Linked DNA regions of Mus musculus: regions 1 and 3 are each linked to region 2. Evidence: chromatin contacts called from public HiChIP or PLAC-seq data. All regions are on one chromosome and are shown on one strand. Each heading gives the region's core, a stretch centred on a gene start, on an enhancer-like site or on the middle of the called end of the contact. The rest is flanking DNA. Distances are from core to core; before and after follow the strand shown.

Evidence for each region. HiChIP or PLAC-seq counts read pairs in DNA pulled down with a chosen protein or histone mark.
Region 1: an HNF4G HiChIP or PLAC-seq map of pancreatic cancer cells shows a contact between it and region 2. The contact joins two enhancer-like sites. A contact is called at or near these places in 2 of 115 datasets of contacts at active chromatin or transcription factors (memory CD8 T cells and pancreatic cancer cells) and 1 of 9 other capture datasets (liver).
Region 3: an HNF4G HiChIP or PLAC-seq map of pancreatic cancer cells shows a contact between it and region 2. The contact joins two enhancer-like sites. A contact is called at or near these places in 3 of 115 datasets of contacts at active chromatin or transcription factors (effector CD8 T cells, memory CD8 T cells and pancreatic cancer cells) and 1 of 9 other capture datasets (liver).

The regions. Positions count from the first base shown.
Region 1 is chr13:52,067,919-52,070,970 of GRCm38.p6, forward strand. No RefSeq gene overlaps it. Among named protein-coding and RNA genes, the nearest start is that of Gm40948, 14 kb to the right of the region's middle. Within about 2 kb of position 1,348, at least 20 of the 459 cell types and tissues checked have an H3K27ac peak or open chromatin away from gene starts, as enhancers often do. A contact at or near this core is called in pancreatic cancer cells, where this site is marked.
Region 2 is chr13:51,761,618-51,764,648 of GRCm38.p6, forward strand. It overlaps Sema4d (sema domain, immunoglobulin domain (Ig), transmembrane domain (TM) and short cytoplasmic domain, (semaphorin) 4D), which reads right to left. Exons shown (of 16, transcript NM_013660.5): 2 at 1,635-1,703. Among named protein-coding and RNA genes, the nearest start is that of Sema4d, 31 kb to the right of the region's middle. Within about 2 kb of position 1,589, at least 72 of the 459 cell types and tissues checked have an H3K27ac peak or open chromatin away from gene starts, as enhancers often do. A contact at or near this core is called in pancreatic cancer cells, where this site is marked.
Region 3 is chr13:52,023,078-52,026,008 of GRCm38.p6, forward strand. No RefSeq gene overlaps it. Among named protein-coding and RNA genes, the nearest start is that of Gm40948, 59 kb to the right of the region's middle. Within about 2 kb of position 1,419, at least 153 of the 459 cell types and tissues checked have an H3K27ac peak or open chromatin away from gene starts, as enhancers often do. A contact at or near this core is called in pancreatic cancer cells, where this site is marked.

The DNA.
Region 1 (3,052 bases), core at 98-2,597, 310 kb after region 2:
CTTGGACTAGGTGCTGGCTTCTCAGAACAACATGGAGCTGAGCAAGTGATACTGGTTGAGTCCTGGGTCCTGTTTCTTCCTGTTTCCTGTTTCCCCACCACCCCCACCCTGTCCCCTTCCACACCCAGCCGTGCCTGCACAGCTCTGGACCTTAGTATCCTCATCTTTAAAGCCAGTGCCACTAGGCTTCCTTGAGGACCAAGTAATCCTCCATCTCGTGGAAGCTTCAGGAATGAGGGCATGGCTATGGTGAACAAGAAGAGACTCTGCCCTGAGTGAAGTGAGTACGCGGGCCCCTGAGAGTAAATTCCAGCTCTGTCTGGGTGCTGACCCGAGGCATTGCATTTCCAGAGAATCAAATGTTTGCCTTGGCAAGTGTGAACACTTACTTGGGTCTGTTTTATTTTCCCTAGAATTCCCCAGAGCTGGTTGTCACCCCCATTTCTCTAGAACACAGCTGTTATGGCAGAACCTGCCTACCCCATGCCCTCCTCTCCAACTTGCATGACAAACACCCGCTATCTCCCTCAGGAACACCCTTTGAAAGCCACTTTACTTAGCAAACAGTTATTCATTAGCAGAATGCATGAGGGAGAGACTGCCAACTTGTCCACATACAGGGACACAAGGTTCCTCACTGTCACTGTACGCTGGACCACATCTCTCAGGAACATTCTGGATGGAAGTACCATCTTGAATCCTCCGACACAGTAGAGAGTAAAAAAAAAAAAATAGTGTGGAAGCAGGCTGCTCAGAAAGGCCAGTGCTAAAGGTGGGACAATGTCTCAGTAGGTGAAGGGCCAACCCTGCAAACGTGAGAATTTGAGTTCCTATAACCCATGATCATAGCATAGGTCATGCCTGCTACTGCAGAAGGCCTGGCTTCTCTTGTGTGTTCTGAGACCCTTGGGTTCATCCCTTGAACCCACAGGAGCAGACTAGACATGTGTGTCCTCCGATTCTTACAGTCTGAGAGGTGGCCGGCTTATGCCTTTAATCCCATCACTAGGGAGGCAGAGACAGTTGGATTCCTGGGCCTGGCTATTCAGCCAGTCTAATCAAATCAGTGAGGTTCAGGCCAGTGAGAGATGCTATTTCCAAAAACAAGGTGGTGGCATCCTGAACAATTGACTCTCGAAGTTGACCATCTGCCTCCACACAGTGAGTTGGCCCAGGCTAAATACTTGCTGGTGCCTTCCAGCAGAAGGCCTGGGTGATAACTAAATGAAAGAACAAGCCAGGAGCCAGACATCCATCCATATTTGAGCATGCCCTGTTTCACATCCTGTTTGTGCTGGTCCTCAAGTCTGGGCGTACATGACCCTGTTTCCTGGCCTCGGACTGCTAAGCTTCTGTGAGGACGTGAACATGACCTCCCTCACCTCTGGTCTGTTTGGATTTACACTGTGGTTGAAGCCTGTATTGATCTGAGAAGCTAGCTGGCATTTGAGGCCATAGCAGCCAGGGAGTTCTTCGTTTCTCACCAGAATTGGTTTCTTCCCTGCATGCCCTAGATCAATCAATTGCTATTTGTAGAGACACAGAGGGGCCACTGGAGGCCCAAGGTGTTGTGTTTTATAAAAAAAAAAATGAGAAGGAAGGAATCTGTTTGGTGGAGGTCTGATATAGTGTGGGGGAAGGTGGTGCTTCTGAGGGCCCATGCTGAGGCATCCCTTCCCTCTGAGGTACCAGTCACGCGACCAATATAGTATAGAATAGAGTTTGTTCAGGGCATGGGGAGGGGAGTTGAGAGAAAGGGAGGGAGGGAGAGAGAGAGGGAGAGAGAGAGAGGAAGAAGAAGGAGGAGGAAGAGGAAGATGAGGAGAAGGAGGAGGAAAGAGGTTGGCCATGAGCACGTGGAGGGGGGAGGGGAATGGGGAGAGAGGGGGAGCAGGATCAAGAGAGCAAGAGAGAGAGGAGGGGGCAAGCCCTTTTATAGTGAGTCAGGCACACTTGGCTGTTGCCAGGTAACTGTGGGGCGGAGCCTAGACTAAATGCCAACATAAACTGTCTGTCCTCTAAGTGTCAAGCACATGCTATGACTAACTAGCAAACCCTGTGTCTCCAGAGGGAGGGAATCCTAGCATCCTGAGGCTTCAGGGGAAGGCTGTGGGATTTGATGATTGATTTCTTTCCAACTCTGGAACAGAACGTACACAACAGATGCATATTAAAAGAGAGTTTACACTGGGCATTGGTGGCACACGCCTTTAATCCCAGCACTTGGGAGGCAGAGGCAGGCAGATTTCTGAGTTCGAGGCCAGCCTGGTCTACAGCATGAGTTCCAGGACAGCCAGGGCTATACAGAGAAACCCTATGTCAAAAAAAGAGAAAAAAGAAAAAAGAAAAAAGAAAGAAAGAAAGAAAGAAAAAGAAAAGGAAAAGGAAAAAGCAAAAGAAAGAAAGAAAGAAAAGAAAGAAAGCAAAAGAAAAAAGAAAAAGAAAGAAAAAGAAAGAGAAAGAGAAAAAGAAAAAGGAAAAGAAAAAGAAAAAGAAAAAGAAAAAGAAAAAGAAAAGAGAATTTACTAGATTGACTTACAGGGTAGAGGCCAGATAGGTCAACAATGGCTGCCTGTATGCTTGGAGAGCTGGGGAACCAGGCAGCTGTTTAATCCATCGACCATGCCTCCACAGTCTTAGTCTGGGACTGAAGGTCTGGAGCAGTGGTTCTCAACTTTCCTAATGCTGCAGGGTGTGAGCCTTTGATACAGTTCTTCGTGTTGTGGTGACCCGCAATCATGAAATTATTTCATTGCTACTTCATAGATGTATTATTGCTAGTAAATCTCAGATGTGCGGGATACCGAATATGTAGTGCCCAAAGGGGTCACGATCTACAGGTTGAGAATCACTAGACTAGTGGGTCTCTGGAGAGTTGCTGGTCTTCAGCCTACAGCAGAAGTTCTGAAAAACTGGGTTCTGATAGTGGTAGCCCAGCAACAGAATGGACGCCTTCACCTCAGAGTGAAGGCATGTAGGCAGGCACCCACCCTTGGTTCTCAGACCTCTCTCTCTGGACTGCCTGAGGGTACCGCCCACTCGGAGGGAGGAG
Region 2 (3,031 bases), core at 339-2,838:
CTTATCCTCCGGGGAGCTGCCCTCCAAGACCTCTGTGGGGTGACAGACAGCGTGGAGGGTGCTCCATGCTTTTTCAAGCACACAGAAACCCAGGGCAAATTCCTTTCTAAAAATTAGACACACTGAGATTTCGAGAACAGTTAGCGATAGGACTAAGCTGTGCTAGTGTAAGCCCTCTGTCCTGTTTTCAAATGCTTCACTGTGCTGTGTTCTTTCTCCTTGTTGATTTCAGGGAACAAACATGCACACAGTGGAACAGCAGATAAGGGCTCGACTATATCCATGATGTGAAAGCAGACGCTTGGACAAGCCTCCGAGCCACAAGCCCAAGTGCTGTGCTAACAGCCGGCCAACCCAACGAATGGGGCTTCCAGACAAGACTCAGACACTTGAGATATGGCGGGAGACAAAAGCCACGTTAAGAAAGCCCACTGAATGCAGGTGTGTTCCTATAAACCTTCAGTCAGAGCCTCTAGGCCCCTGCTGTGGAGGAAGATGTGGGGTTTGACTGGCTGCTCCGCATCCATGATTTGGTCAGCCAGGAAGTGGCAGGCACTTGGGGGACCTGGGATGGGGCAAGCAGTGACAGGAGACTCGAATTGGTAGGGAGGAGGTCACAGACAAAGCTGGAGACACTCCTGAGAAAATGGCTGGGGATGCTGCCTTCACCATATGGAGTTTCCTCCTCACACATGTCAAAAAGAGTACCAATACTCTCCGGGAGCTACTGAGACGGGATGGCATAGCTACTGCCCTTGCAACAGGGCCCATATACAACAGCCTGTTCACCAGTCCAGTCACACTAGTGTAGTGAGTGTCCATGAAGGGCTGGCATGTCATCTCCACAGACTTAAATACTCCATGGTCACACAGTAGCTGGGAGCACTGGAGAGAAGCAAGGAAGCTCTCTCGGGAGGGAGACAGGCTACCTTCAGAGACGCAGTGCATGCTCCTGAAATCCCAGGGGATTTTTTTAGGTGGAGCAGTATAAGGGTAGATAACTCATGCCAGGACTCAACCCCAGCTCCCTCCTGTCTTGCCCGGAAGCTGGTGCTGACTCAGGTGTTTTGATGGTAAATTTCCCTTGTCAACAGATGGGATTTAGAGTCCTACGGAAGCACGCACTGGTGGGTATGTCTGTGAGGATGTTTCCAGAGAGGTTCAACTGAGGCTGAAAGACCAGCCCTGAGTATGGGTTGTTCTATCCTGTGGGGTGGGGTTCCCGGCTGAATAAAGAGAAGGCCAGCTGAAGTGCAACATTGTTTCCCTCGGCTTCTGCACTGCAGATGTGGCCAGATCCGAGGTCTCAAGCTCCTGCTGTCCACCTGCCCCTGCAGGCTTTGTCCTAAACTGAGCCAGAATGAACCCTTCCCTCCTTCCTTAAGTTGCTGTTGTTGGGAATTCAACAGAAAAGTGAGCAATTCACCATCTCAATATGCTTTACCCAGAAGCATCTTGCTGGCAGCCATTCTCCCTCCATCCACGCGGAACCTTCAATGCCCCCATCCCTCACCCAGACAGGCTTTTCTAGGTTCTCTAATCGCACCACGGGGCCAGCTATAGACCAGACGGACTGCTGACTCATGGGGCCACCTCCCAAGGAATCTTCCTTGGCAGTGGATTTGGTTACTCACCTAGGGATCAGCACTGTCAGACATGTCGGTATTCAGGACTTGGCTGTGTTCCTGTGGTGTTACCAGGGTCTGAAACAAGAATTGGAAAGGGGGGATGAGCAGAACCCAAGTGAATCAGACACGCACACACTAACATATGCGCATGAGACTCAGGAACAGTACTGCCCAAGAGAGCAGTCTGCTGTCATGTGCGGCACATCAGCACATCTGCCAGGTGAACCACACAGGGCAACTGCCACCAAGAACAGGAAGGTGCTGGCAGTGTCTGCCCCGCCCTGACTTATTTTCTCAGAGCTAGCCAGGAAGCAGAGCAGCAGAGTGTCCCCAGCGCAAACTAGGAGAATCAGCGTGTGTGGAGTGGGGCAGGCTGTGAAAGATAACATTTTGAGGCTGGAGAAATGGCTCAGAGGTTAAGAGCACTGACTACTCTTCCAGAGGTCCTAAGGTCAATTCCCAGCATCCACATGGTGGCTCACAACCATCTGTAATGGCATCCGATGCCCTCTTCTGGTGTGTCTAAAGACAGTGACAGTGTACCCATAAACATTAAATAAATAAGCAAGTAAATAGATAAATACAAAATGGCATTTTAGGTCAAGGAGATGACTCAGTGAGTAAAGGTGCTTCCTCCCTCCCTCCCCACCCGCCCCCCCCCCCCATGACATTCTGAGTTTGATTCCTGGGACCCACAAATGGGAAGAGAAAACTGACTCTCACAAGCTGTCCTCTGACTTCCACATGCATGTTGTGATGCACAAACAAGGAAACATTTAAAAAAGCTTTAAAAAAGAATGACATTTTAGCACATTTCCAATGCATGCCCTGAACTAGAACCACACGTTAAGAAAGGCCAGTGTTAGCACACAGTCAACCATTTTAAGCAGAGGATAGGGAGGGATGAAACCAAGACTACTCGAACTTGTGGGCTTAAAAAAAAAGAAAAAAAATCAAAGCAGGAAAGGTTTTACTATGCAATACACAAAAGACACAGAAACAGCAGGCAGAAAATGCCAGGGCCACCTTTCATAAGGTCTCCTGGAACCTGCACAGCCCCTAACCAGAGCATAAAACTGTAGAGGGCAAATCAGAGATGTTGACAGTTTGGTGTCATTAACTACATGAGGAATAAACAAGGTGTCATTACCACTTCTAGGTGGACAGGGATCACCAGGGCCAGGGATGGGGATGGCCCAGAGACCTCCCAACACAGTCGGGAAGTTCCTGCCATATATCCTGCTACTGAAAGAGTACCTCCCAGATCCCTGTGTTGAAATTTGGCAGCCCTACTGTTCCAGTATTAAGAGGGTGACACTGAATCTCTGTATTCCTGCACTGCCGGTATTTGGAGGTGGGGCTTTTGCAAGGTAATTAGATGAGGTCATGAGGATTTGGCCTCC
Region 3 (2,931 bases), core at 169-2,668, 260 kb after region 2:
TCTGAAATTATTGTATTGGTATCTTGTAAAATGTGATATTATTAGTACATAAATCTAATTGTTTAACTATAAGCTTAAGAGTCTTAAATCTACTGGGTAATTAGGTATTGAGATGGCTAACCAGGGGTGTGTGGGGCAATGCATGGAAGCGAGAGGAACATGCACACACACACACACACACACCCATCCTAGAACTGGCCTGGCAGAAGCCCTGTGACCTTGCAGGGCCAGAGAGTTGGTGGGCCAAGAGACCATGCAAGTGCGACCGAGTGTGATCATCTGGTGTGGGGGCCAGCCCCAGAGAGTTGGCAGGTTCTTTTCTTTAATATTTCCTGCAACACGCTCTGAGACTCTGAGACTTCATTTGGGTTGTGCCCTGCATGACAGACTATGAGGGTTGCACGGTGCTCCCTGCATTTTGTGTCATGACCAGGCTGGGGACAGTGTAAGAACTTGACCTTGCAGTCAGCTTGTCACAAGTGCAGGTGGCCTGAGGAGCCCTGAGTTCCAAACTGGCATCTGAAACAGAGGCACCTTTAAAGCATAAATCCTTTGCTGAATGCCCATGAAGCCAACGCCTCTCTGGTGTGTGTGTGTGTGTGTGTGTTTGTGTGCATGTGTGTACACACATGCATGAGTACACACAGAGGCTAGAGGTCAACCTTGGGTGTCATTCCTCCACTTTTGAGGACTAGATGCCAGCGCTTCCCTTTCCGTCTCCCAGGGATCTCTGATAGACCTGGAACTTCCCTGTTAGGCTAATCTGGTTGTTCAGCGAACCTCAGGGACTCATCTGTCTCAGCCTTCTTGGTGGTGGGATTATAGGCATGGACCACCAAGCCCTGCTTTCTACATAGCATCTGAGCACCAAACCCAGAGCCTTACGCTTGTGAGGTAGGGACTTTACTGACTGAGCCGTCTCCCTAGGTCCTTGGCATGTTCTTCGTTGACCCAGATGTCGTGGGATCCTGACTAAGAAGACACACCTTGTATGAGGGGTTGCGGTCACATAGTGTGTCCTTTAAAATAGCTCTTGTAGACTTACTTTGAGTCTGTCAAGGTTCAAAAGGTTCATATTGATAATAAATACACAGAGATGTCCCAGAGGCTTCTGTGAGTTGCTGGTGTTTAGGGCCAGGAACTTGTATTACTTGTTTCTCAGTTCATCACGGAGATGACCGTACCTACTAGAGTCTCCTTTCTTCCTGCAGAGCTGCCTTCCTGTGTGGGCTGCCCTTCTCGGCCCCAGAACTTCTTCACCCACCTTTGCTTTGCCTTATCTCTTTATGGACTACTTTTGGGGAAAGAGGAAGGCAGGGCTTGCTGCTGTTTGCCCCTGCCCTAGCACTTAGGAAGACATGGCTTTGTGAAGGCCACACCCACAATGCAGAGTGCCAGCTGGCCCAAAGCCTCCAAGAGCTCAGCAGACCACAGGCTTCAATTCAATGACTTGTTCCCTCGGAGGCCTCTCCAAGGAGCTGAGTCAGGTGAACCTTGGGAATTCCACAAGTTCCCTCCTTGCTGTCCAGCCTCAGAAGGCCCCTTTCTGAGTAGAGTGTCCCTCAGAGTAGAGTGCCCCTTCCCGAGAGAGAGCAGCCTGTCATGGCTCAAAGTCCTCTGTGGAGCAGAGTGCTTTCTTTACTATATAGTCTGGGCCTGGATTCCTGTCCTCAGATCTCTGCTTTCTGCCCATCTAAAAAGCTGGTGATGCAGGCAGAAACAAAACAAACAAAACAAAAATGGCTAGATGCCGGTGCTTCCGTTTCCGTTTCCGTCTCCCAGGGAGCACCCCTACCCTCAGCCAACGACCTCCCTCCGATGGCTCTTTATTACTTCCCACTATCAAGTTCCCCCCAGCTGTGGCAGCTGAAGTTCAAAGCTCTCTCCTTGTAGTACAGTGTGTCCTTGGAGGGCAATCTGCAGCGCTGATTAATGCTTGCTGGGTGGTTCCCGCAGCCGGCAGCCCCACAGCCGGCGGCCCCACAGCCCACGTGGGGCTCTCTGAGGCAAGTAGAAATCAGCCAGGAAGAAGTCATCCATCGTTTCTTGGGCTTGTGCTGTCAGCCTTGGGTCTTGCAGACTTCTGAAGACCCAGGAAAGGAAAATCTTGTGAGCATTTGCTAGCCCAGAGTCTCGTCCCATGCACCACCTGTGGCTGTCTACACCACACAATACAAAGGTCCACGGACCAGCAGCCGAGCAGCAGGCTCTGACCTCACCACTTACAGAGGACTGTGAAGAGCCTTGATCTATGTGTCTGTGTTACCCGATCTCAAACACTGCAGACAGTGAGGGATGACTCCTTGCTTGGGGACACGATGCAGTCTGTTAGAATGGAATTTTGGAGTTGCGGCCAGACAGAGCTCAGAGAAAATGGCAATTAGTGGGTAGACAGAAAAGCCTCGTCACCTGGGCCTGGTGCTCGGGGAACTGCTGAGCCACACTTGTCATGCATGGGACCTCACATAGGGGTGGCTCAGGCTGAGATCACTGCGGACCACGCACCTGATGCACAGCCTGCCAGCACAGTGACTGTTGGAGTGTCTGGCCAGACTGAGTGTGGTCCAGGGGAGTGGCTTTGGCCACATGGTATGACTGTAGAGTCAGTTACCCAGGGCGGAATGCCATATGGCAGGGACTTGCAAAGCAGGCAGCTGGACAGTTGATGGGCATCTCCACAGGATAGACTTTGTGCATGGTGAAGCAATATGCTAGCAATTGCCTACTGCATGCCCCGAGAAGGAATCCTATCATACTGCCAGCAGCTGTTAGCAGAGAGGGTATTCAGCAATAATTCAGAGGCCACCTTGAAAGCATGAGTGAATTCTCTCCCTTTAAAAGAATCTGGATGTGAATCTTACAGAAAACATGAAAGCAACCTCAGGAGATTGCAGAGGGGAGATGTTCTTTCCTGGGCAGGGTCATCTCAAG